2 separate regions of the Capra hircus genome follow, and region 1 is linked to region 2. Evidence: chromatin contacts called from public Hi-C data. All regions are on one chromosome and are shown on one strand. Each heading gives the region's core, a stretch centred on a gene start, on an enhancer-like site or on the middle of the called end of the contact. The rest is flanking DNA. Distances are from core to core; before and after follow the strand shown.

Region 1 (4,677 bases), core at 1,956-4,455, 130 kb before region 2:
GAAGGGTTCTCTGAAGACTTGGCTGTCCCCGCCTCTCTGTGCAGTGTTGGTGTTCGCCCCCCAGCCACCACCGCCGCGCCCCCAGCCCGCTCGCTGTCTGCCGAGGGCTGACCCCGCTCCACCGAGGGACCTGGGGGCTGAGGCGGCAGTGCGAGCTTCCCTTGAAGTGACGCCCGCCTTCTGCTACTGTACGCGTTCTTTAGACTGTGGCCATGTGTGCCGCCTGTCCCTATGGAATAAATGCTTTCTCATGAAGCTCTGAGGATTAGGAAGAACAGGTATAGAAGAACCTTCATGTAGCAGGACATCTGTCTGTAGTTAAAGTAGCCTAAGGGTGGAGAAGCCCCTTGTTGCTGTGATATGACCAGGTCTTTTCTTGTTTAATAAGAATCTGTATTTGTCGGCTGAGGGCCTGGTTCTGTTTGTCTCTGGTGGTTAAGGCTCCCTCTTCAGCTCTGCAGCACATCGAGGTGTGGCTGTCTATCCCTGCTTTCTGCATTTCACACCGAATCATAAGCCACAGATACCAGTTCTGATTGAACGACAGATGCCTCAGCTCACAGATTCCTTAGACTTTCCTCTTTCCAGCCAGTGCCAAATGCTCATCAGCAGGTGCCGAATTGATAATGAGAATCCGAGGTCTGCGTTCTTGGCTGTTAACTCAGAGTTTCTGGTTAGTGTACACCCTTCAGGTGACTCCAGGATGGTAATCTCTTATGCCCTGTAAGCCCTGACTCCAGGAAAGATATACTCCATGTCGATGTGAAAGGGAAGAGGTGTTGCTAACGGGGCGACGGGCAGGCAGCTCAGTGTCGGGACCCTGCCCCGAGCTCGCTGGGGCAGGGGCCTGGGGCGGGCGTTCTTTACTTGCTTCAGCACCGCCACCACCCCTCGCCCCGCTTTAAATCCGCTAGACTTTATGGGGCTTGGGGGTGCAGTAGGACGTGTCTGTTGCACGTCCGTCAGAGAGGCCATCCTGCTGAGAAGTTCTGCTTCCCTCTCCCCTGTTTTATTCCCTGGGAGGCTTTTCTGTGTAAACTTGTTTTGAGTCTTAACTGTCTTTCAGTATTTTCCAGCCTTTTCAACCTTGTGTTGCTAAACTATTCCCTGGGCACCAGTGATAGCCCCACTGTTCACCTGTTTTTAAACAGCATCTCACAGCTCCGTAATGTGGGCACTCTTGTTTGCCTTGTGATCTTTGTAACGCAACGTGGGGGGTATATTTGGGAATGACTGCAAGCGTTTCTTTCCCCATCTGTATGCAACTGGCTCCAATTATTAATCCCTTTTTACCCTTTCCTGGGTCATTAAATTGGTCATGGTACATGTTTTTCACAGATTTGAACAGTTTTTAGGTTGTTACTAGTTTGGAGTATAAATCTGGGAAACATTTTATTTACCTTTTAGAGTGGAATAGAAAGCCACCTTATTACAACTTTTTTATTTTTCAAAATTATACTCAATGAGGATTTTTGATCTGTATTTTGTGTTTAGCTGCCTTTTTATATTTAAAATATTAAAAATTGTTGGTTAGCTTAAAGCTTACTTTGATCTTTGTTTAAACGCCAAAACTGTACTTGAGAATGTCATGCGTTTGCAGTTTCCTGTATGTATATGGTCACGTTCATGTGTGTTTAGATGGCCACGATGCTTCCTAAATGAATTTTGCTCTTAGGTCATTTGGCTTTGCTGTTTACCCCTTTTTTAGTTTTTAATCTAAGAAAATTGAAGTCTGAATTTAAGAGTGCTCACATTTTGAGCTTTCCCTTTGTGCAGTCTGGGTGCATATGAGGAATCGCAGTGGCATCGTCTGTCTCAGTGGACATCCTGAGCTTCAGCAGCCATCCTGTCTGGGCTTGGTAAGGGAGCCTGTGAAACCTCCTGCTCTGGACATTGTGGGCCGCCCAAGGGCCGCTCCGCATCGTTTGCTGGCTGCGAGTCCGGTTATACTGTGTGTGCTAATATACTCTCTTCTTTTTGCTATAGATTGTCTCAACAGTGGGTCAAGTAATAAAAAGACTAAATAATCCTTTAACGAATCAGTCTTTCTTCCCTTTCTCCTTTGCTTCTCTTCTCCATCCCCACTCCCCCAGAAACTCTGAATCCAAATCCAGTGCACAAGGATGAGAATTTATTGTGAATTAGGGGATGAGGGGATCACCGAAAGAATATGTTTCTTCTCAGTGTTTTCCAGTTCAGTTTGTCAGTGAATCTAAAACCCTTACTTTCAGGATAATTGAGATGCACCGGATCTGTTTACTGAATGATGGAAGTAAAAGATTAAATCAAGAATTCCTTTTTGTTAAGGGTAGACTGGTTCTCTGGCCTTGAAACTTTCCCAGACTGAATGGAAAATACTCCTAGGTCAGCATGCTCCTTGGTTTAAATTTAATAAGTGCGTTCATATATTTAGGTGTGTGTCTGTGTTTTGCACACATACAAAGTCATTTCTAACGTTTACGCCTCAGGTTTCTGAGGCGTAGGAGGCTTAGCTGAGTCTGAGAATGGTAGGCTGCTTCTCTCCATGCCCTGCGGGAACTGGGTGCTGCTTCGTAGCACGAGCGCTTCCTCCCGGTGCAGTCACCTCCTCCCGCAGCCCACTGGAGCTGGAATATTTAACAGAACACAATTGAAGAGCATTTTCCTGGGTTGACTATACTGGTTGTGGATTAACTGTCCCTCTCAAACACTGGCTCATATGAAATCCTTTTTTAATGATGTGAGTGTATTGATGTCATAAAATTGAAGTTATGTGATGTTGTTAGCTTGCTTACATCGCCTTCTCTCCAACCACAAATTGACAGCTGAACCTGTTCTGTATTTTTGTGGGCCCTAGCAGGTGTGTTTCTAGATGGGCTGAAACAGCATTGAGAAGCAGCGTCTAGATCACCAATTAATGTGACCCCCAAGTAGCTGTTGTGATAGTGAGCACCAGGGAAGACTGGAGGAGGAGAAGCTGAAGCCTCTCCCTCCTTTCCCTCTGGGATTTTACAGAGAAGCCAGCGCTGCTGGTGAAGGACAAGCTTGTGAAGTGCAGACTCCTCACAGTCCACAGTCGCAGTTCAGTCTGGGGCCCTGCGCGCAGAGCTGTGCCTTCATCCTGACAGCCTAAAACCAAACCCCAGACTCCTCTCATGACAGCTCTGCAGCGTCGGTAAGCAGCGCTGTGGTTTCCCCAGTCACCACTAGGTGGAGAGCTTGTCATCGCCTTTGTTCACCTCTGCGTCATCACTCACAGCTGCTCCTCACGGAGGCTGGATTTGCGCATTTTGCAAACCTGCCTGCCTGCCTGCTGGGACTTGTCTGCACCTCCAGGTCAGCCCTTGTGGCACTGTCACGGCCACACCCAGGCTGGAGCGGGGCAGAGGAGGTGCTCTCCTGCCCGCCATGCGCCCGGCCTCCTTTCAGAATTAGGTCTGTGATCCAGCGCCCTTTCTGTTGGTCTGTTTAATGCCTTTTTTTGTTGTTGTCGGCATTTTTGAGCTGTGCTGTTGGTGATTTCGCCGTTTAAAACACCCCCCAGAGGAGTTCTCAGCTTCTGGCTAGTGTTCTCGAGTGTAACTGGCTTCTCTGAGGCGTCAGTTGCAGCATTCATGAAGCAACAGCAGTAGCTGAGGTGCCTTTGCACACCCAGCACAGACAACAAGGATCACGGGTAGGTTGGTGGGCAAACGTGTACTGAGAGGCTCCGGGGAGCCTGCAGCCCTGTGTGTCTAACGGGGGCAAACAGCTGCCCCCACTCACTGCCTGTGGTGGCTGCGTCTGCCATTGTTTGGTGCTGGTGGTTCAGCCGCTCAGTCGTGTCTGACTCTGTGATCCCGCGGACTGCAGCACGCCAGGCTCCCCTGTCCTTCACCATCTCCCAGAGTTTGCTCAGACTCACACCCATTGAGTTGGTGATGCCATCCAGCCATCTCGTCCTCTGTCTAAACCACCACCAGTAAGAAGCAGCTACACTTCCTACAGTCCTCAGGCCCGGGTGCCCTCCAGGTTTGGGGGCGGCTGAGCTCCTCCAGACCTCTCTCCAACAGGCTGTCTGTTCCCTGTCAGTTTTTCACTTTGCCATCAGTAGTAAGGACAGGAGACCACACAAGTTTCTAACAGAGACAAGAGTTTTCAGTCATGGATGTGCTGGAAGAACCTGATAACTGGGGTCTTCTGTTTTATGGTATTTCTGACAAATAGTGGAGTCTTAATTTTGGTGTTATTGAAAGGATAATGGTGTGTTTAGGACAGGTGAGTCAGGAGGTACCTAGGTACTGGACACGCTGGTCACACTCAGCTCTGTTTCCCTCAGTCTGTGAAGTGGACCAGCGCCTCTTATCACAGGCCACCTGAACACGAGAGGCTGGCCTCACGTGGAGCTGGGCCTAACCTGCCTGGGGCCCTGCCGTTTGGGTCTTGAGACCGCTGGTTCCGTCCCTGGCTGCCCCTGCCTGCGTGTGTCCCTGCCGTCCCTCCGTGCGTCGTTACCTGGTTCCCCCCACTCCAAAAGGAGACGCTGGCTCGAAGCAGGAGAAACAGTTCGTGAGGTGGGAGCCCCAGGGGCAGGGACACGCCTCAGTGATGCACGGCTCTGGGGTTAAGGTCCCTCTATACTGAAGACTGATTTTTGTTGTAAAGTCAACAACAGCTTCACAAGCTGGGTGCGGTTTTGTGTTCAGTGGAAAGAGCACT
Region 2 (4,544 bases), core at 1,593-4,092:
CTTTTTTACTTGTTTGTGTAACAATTTTTTTTTTTTTTTTAAGGCTGATAGAGCCTTGGAAAGCCAAGTCCAACCCAGGCATTCTCATTTGACAGAGAAGAAATAAAGACCCAATCCATTTTGGAAGAGTGATAGATACAGCAAGAACACTACCAGGTTTAGTGGAGACAAAATATAACATTTCTCACGTTAGAACCCAGCTCTTCAGGGAGTTCCCTGCCGGTGGTTAAGACTCCCAAAGCAGGGGCTTTGGATTTGATCCCTGGTTCAGGCCACTAAGTTCGCTCGTGCAGCCAAAGATAAGCAAGTAAATAAATAGAATCCAGCCCTCCAGACGGGCCTCCCTGGTGGCTCAGTGGTAGAGAATCCGCCCATCAATGCAGGAGTCTCAGGAGACCTGGGTTCCATCCCTGGGTCGGGAAGACCCCCAGGAGGAGGAAATGGCAACCCACTCCAGTATCCTTGCCTGGAGAATCCCACGGACCAAGAAGCCTGGCGGGCTACAGGCCATGGGGTCGCAAAGCTCTTCAGATACCAGTGGGCTGATTCACTTCCTCAGTGGCTTATGGGGAGGCTGGTTTTGTTGTTGTCCTAGCGACAACTGTGGTCTCGTCTCCGGCGCTCAGATAGCTGTCACGGGCAACGCTTGTGCTGTGTCTGTCGTTCGTTGGCAGCCCCCGGACTGCAGCCCACCAGGCTCCTCCATCCATGGGCTTCTCCAGGCAGGACACTGCAGTGGGTTGCCATTCCCTTCTCTGGAGGGTCGTCCCCACCCAGGGGTCAAACCCGCGTCTCCTGCATTGGCAGGCGGGTTCTTTACTGTCTGAGCCACCAGGGAAGGAGGGTAAAGAGGGGGTCTCGGCGATTCAAGGACCTACTGAATCAGCCTCTCCGTTCTGCTCTCAGCTCACAGAGTTGCCCACATTCTCACCCAGCAGCCGCGTGTCAGGCCCATCCTGAGGCCCGTCTCCTGGTTCTGGGAAATTACTATCAACGAGAACAAAGAGCTCACACACCTGCTTTTCTATGAGCAGCGTGTTCCATGGCGTGTTCCTTAGAACACTGACTCCTGTGTGCTCCTGGTTACGTGGGCCTCTACATAAACGTTCTTTGGTGCGTGAAGTTTGAAAATTTTGATGGGAAGCAAAAGTTAATCTGCTGGAGTTTTTTTTTTTTTTTTTTTTTTTTTTACTTCCAAGTGTCTCAATCCTTCGGAGGCTTACATGCACCACGCCTCTCCTAGAAGGCAAAAACAACACAGTATTGCTCCAACTTGTTGGAGTAAAGACACTTTTTTCTTTTTTTCCACTGAACATCTTAAAGAACTGGTGTTCCAGGGAACACACTTTGGGAAAGGCTGAGTTACTTCACTCTGTCCCTTAAGGTCCTATTCTCTGGGCAGCTATGTATCTCTGGGTGGGGGGGGCGGGGACCTAGAAATGAGGTGTCCATGTGGAATTTTGTTAAACAGCAAATAAATATAGCCCAAGAATTTACCTTGTGACAGGTCAGGTACATAGATAAGCTTATTATGTCTTGATGGCATGCTTCTTTTAAAAATGTCTCTCTATATTTTGTTTCCTTTAAATCTTGCAGTTATTTAAATTTTTTTTAAAAATTAATGTTATTGAAGTAGAGTTGATCTGCTATTTAAATATTGTGTTCAGGGCTACTGTACAGCAGCGTGGTTCGGCTGCATATATTCTTTTTCAGATTCTAGCCCGTGATGTCCGTGTATCACAGGATACTGATAGAGTTCCCCGCGCCACTAGCAGGCGGTGCTGCTCATCCGCTCCTTAGGCGATGGCTTGCCTCTGCCAGTCCCAGACTCCCGGCCGCGCCTCCCCCCGCGCCCCGCCCCCTGGGCAGCCGCCAGCCTCTTTCTGGGCTGTGAGTCTGTTTCCGTTTTGTAGGTAAGTCCGTTTGCTGCGTGGGTAGATTCCCCGAGCAGGCGGCACCAGGCTGCGCCTGTCTTTCTCTGACTCGCTTCAGTTCTTGGTGTGGTCGTCCCTAGGCCCATCCACGGTGCTTCAAACGGCATTATGTCGTTCCTTTTCTACGAAGTTATCTTTAGCTGGAGGATAATTGCTTTATCATGTGGTGTTGGTTTCTGCCATACGTCAACACGAATCTCCCGTAGGGATGCACACGTCCCTCCCTCTTGAGCCGCCTCCGCATCCCCCACCCCCCATCCCCCCTCTAGCTCGTAGCGGAGCTCGGGCTGAGCCCCGCAGCACACGGCACCTGCCCCGCTGGCTGTATTGCACAGGGCGATGTGTCTCTTTGATGCTGCTCCCGGTTCTCCCCCGGCTCCTTGCCCCAGGGCCTACAAGGCTGTTCTCTACGTCTGCGTTCTCCTTGCTGCCCTGCATATGGGCTCATCAGTCCCATTTTTCTTGGTTCCTCATATCTCATTAATTATGTGATACTTGTTTGTCTCTTTCTGACTCTGTGTCTGTTTCCTTCCTTTTCATGGTGGAGTGATATTCCACTGTATGTAGGGACCACGCCTTCTTTACCCACGCCCCTGTCGATGGACATCTAGGTGGCTTCCATGGCCTGGCTGCTCTGAACTGTGCTGCCGTGAAGGTAGGGTGCAAGTAGCTTTTAGAGCTTTCTCCAGATTGCCCAGGATCGGGGTCGCAGGATCATATAGCTACTCTATCTTTAATTTAAAAACATCTATGTGGATGTGTTTCACAGGGAATGCCTAACTCGCACTACAATCCTGTTGCTGTCTGAAATATTGCCGTTTCCTCTCCTGCCTCCCTGGTGGCCACGCAGAGAGCAAACGAGGGATCTGCCCTGCCAGCGTCCACGTTGGGCCAGGAGGTGGCGCTGGCCGCAAGCCTGCGTCCTCATCTCATAGAGACTCAGGGATGGAGAGAAGGAACTTGCGGGTGTGTTTGTGGGAGGTGGCGAAGGTTGCGGGGGAAGCGACCATTAGGGTTTGGGATGGACATGTGCACACGGCTGTGTTTAAACAGGAGAACGACAAGGACCTGCTGTCCAGCACAGGGGGCTCAGCCGGGACGGGAGGGGAGTTTGGGGGAGAATGGACACGTGTGTAGGTGTGGCTGAGCCCCTTAGCTGTCCACCTGAAACTATCACAGCGCTGTTAATCGGCTAAGCCCCAACACAAAAGAAAAAGTTAAAAAAAAGAAGAAAACCTATTTCCTCTTTTCAGAAGAAACAAGGCGTTTCTGTTTTTCACATTGAGGTCAAAGATCCAAAGCAGAACTGGAATAAGACCAAATATTGTCAAAGGCCATAATTCACATCCTGAAGATTCTTGCCATCCTTGGGTGTTTCTTTGGGAGGGCCTGGGCGGGGGAGCGGGGCAGGGAACAGACAAAAGAAATCTCCGATGTACATTCTGGGAATTTTAGGGACAGCCTCGCATGTTCTTTCAGAGAAAGGTGCAGGAACAAAGCACTCTTGTGTTGTAAATAACAAGCGGGGGGTGGGGTACAGCTGGGGAGAGGGGCGTTCTGTTCCTCTTCCAGAAACAGCTCCGAGATTCCAGTTCCATGACCTTTCCGGCCGCCCTGAAGGAATAGAAACTTCCTGACTTCTACAAGCGGACCATTTGACAGTTCTTATTCGCATGGAATTTAGGAACTGGAAAGGATCTTTGAGAACATTTAGTCCAAGCTTTACCCAGCACATCAGTCGGCCTCATTAGCGGATAGTAGAAGCTCCATTTATCCCCAGATCCCACAAGGGTGGACTCACTTGTGTTTTCGGTTCACTCTGGGGCTCATGGGTGAGGTCGTTGTTTCAGCCGGGCTGTCCTCATGACTGGCACTCCCAGCACTGCTTATTGAGCACTGGACTCACTCACAGTCCACTTATTTATTAAGTGAATGTCGGTTTATTTAATTGGCATCTACCCGTGGCTTCACGGCACAATAAAGAACCCACCTGCCAGGGCGGGAGAAGCAAGAGACAAGGACGCGACCCCCGGGTCAGGAGGACCCCCTGGAGGAGGGCGTGGCACCCCACTCCAGCATCCTTGCCTGGAGAATCCCACGGACAGAGGAGCCTGGCGGGTCACAGTCCCTGGGGTCACAGAGTAGGACCTGACTGAAGTGACTTAGCGCACACACACACACACACACACACACACACACACACACACGGGTTACTACCAGGCGTCGAATACAGTCCCCTGAGCTCTACGTGGCTCCTTGGTGTGGGTGGCTGTTCTATTTAGTGGTGTCACTGGCCTCTATCTACTACATCCCAGCTGCACCACCCTTCCCCAAATGGTGATAATAAGAAATCTTTCCAGGGGAACTTTGCACCCCAAAGGACACAATCCTTCCAGCTGGGGACCACTTCACTGGGGCTGAAACCGGTCGCTGAAACCCAGACTACCTGAGCATGTGATGGTCTGTTCAGCTGATCATTTGCTTCTAAGCAGCCTTGTGGAGTTTCCATCGTTTTCTTTGTTTGTCCCTTAACTGCCACGATACTGGGAAACACTATCACACACCAACACCGGAACTTGTATTACTAAGAAAACAATGTTTATTTAATAG

Evidence for each region. Hi-C and Micro-C count contacts between places; a contact is called where the count stands out from the background.
Region 1: a Hi-C map of blood shows a contact between it and region 2, with 4 times the contacts expected there. The contact joins two enhancer-like sites. A contact is called at or near these places in 2 of 5 Hi-C or Micro-C datasets (both in blood).

What each region holds. Positions count from the first base shown.
Region 1 is chr19:60,916,154-60,920,830 of ARS1.2, reverse strand. It overlaps FAM20A (pseudokinase FAM20A), which reads right to left. Exons shown (of 12, transcript XR_001919645.1): 12 at 2,375-2,606. PRKAR1A (cAMP-dependent protein kinase type I-alpha regulatory subunit) reads left to right here. Exons shown (of 11, transcript XM_018063935.1): 11 at 1-2,035. Among named protein-coding and RNA genes, the nearest start is that of PRKAR1A, 21 kb to the left of the region's middle. Within about 2 kb of position 3,205, at least 4 of the 5 cell types and tissues checked have an H3K27ac peak or open chromatin away from gene starts, as enhancers often do.
Region 2 is chr19:60,783,484-60,788,027 of ARS1.2, reverse strand. LOC102170088 (a long non-coding RNA gene) reads left to right here. Exons shown (of 5, transcript XR_001296933.2): 4 at 1,714-2,589; 5 at 2,704-3,436. Among named protein-coding and RNA genes, the nearest start is that of FAM20A, 90 kb to the left of the region's middle. Within about 2 kb of position 2,842, at least 4 of the 5 cell types and tissues checked have an H3K27ac peak or open chromatin away from gene starts, as enhancers often do.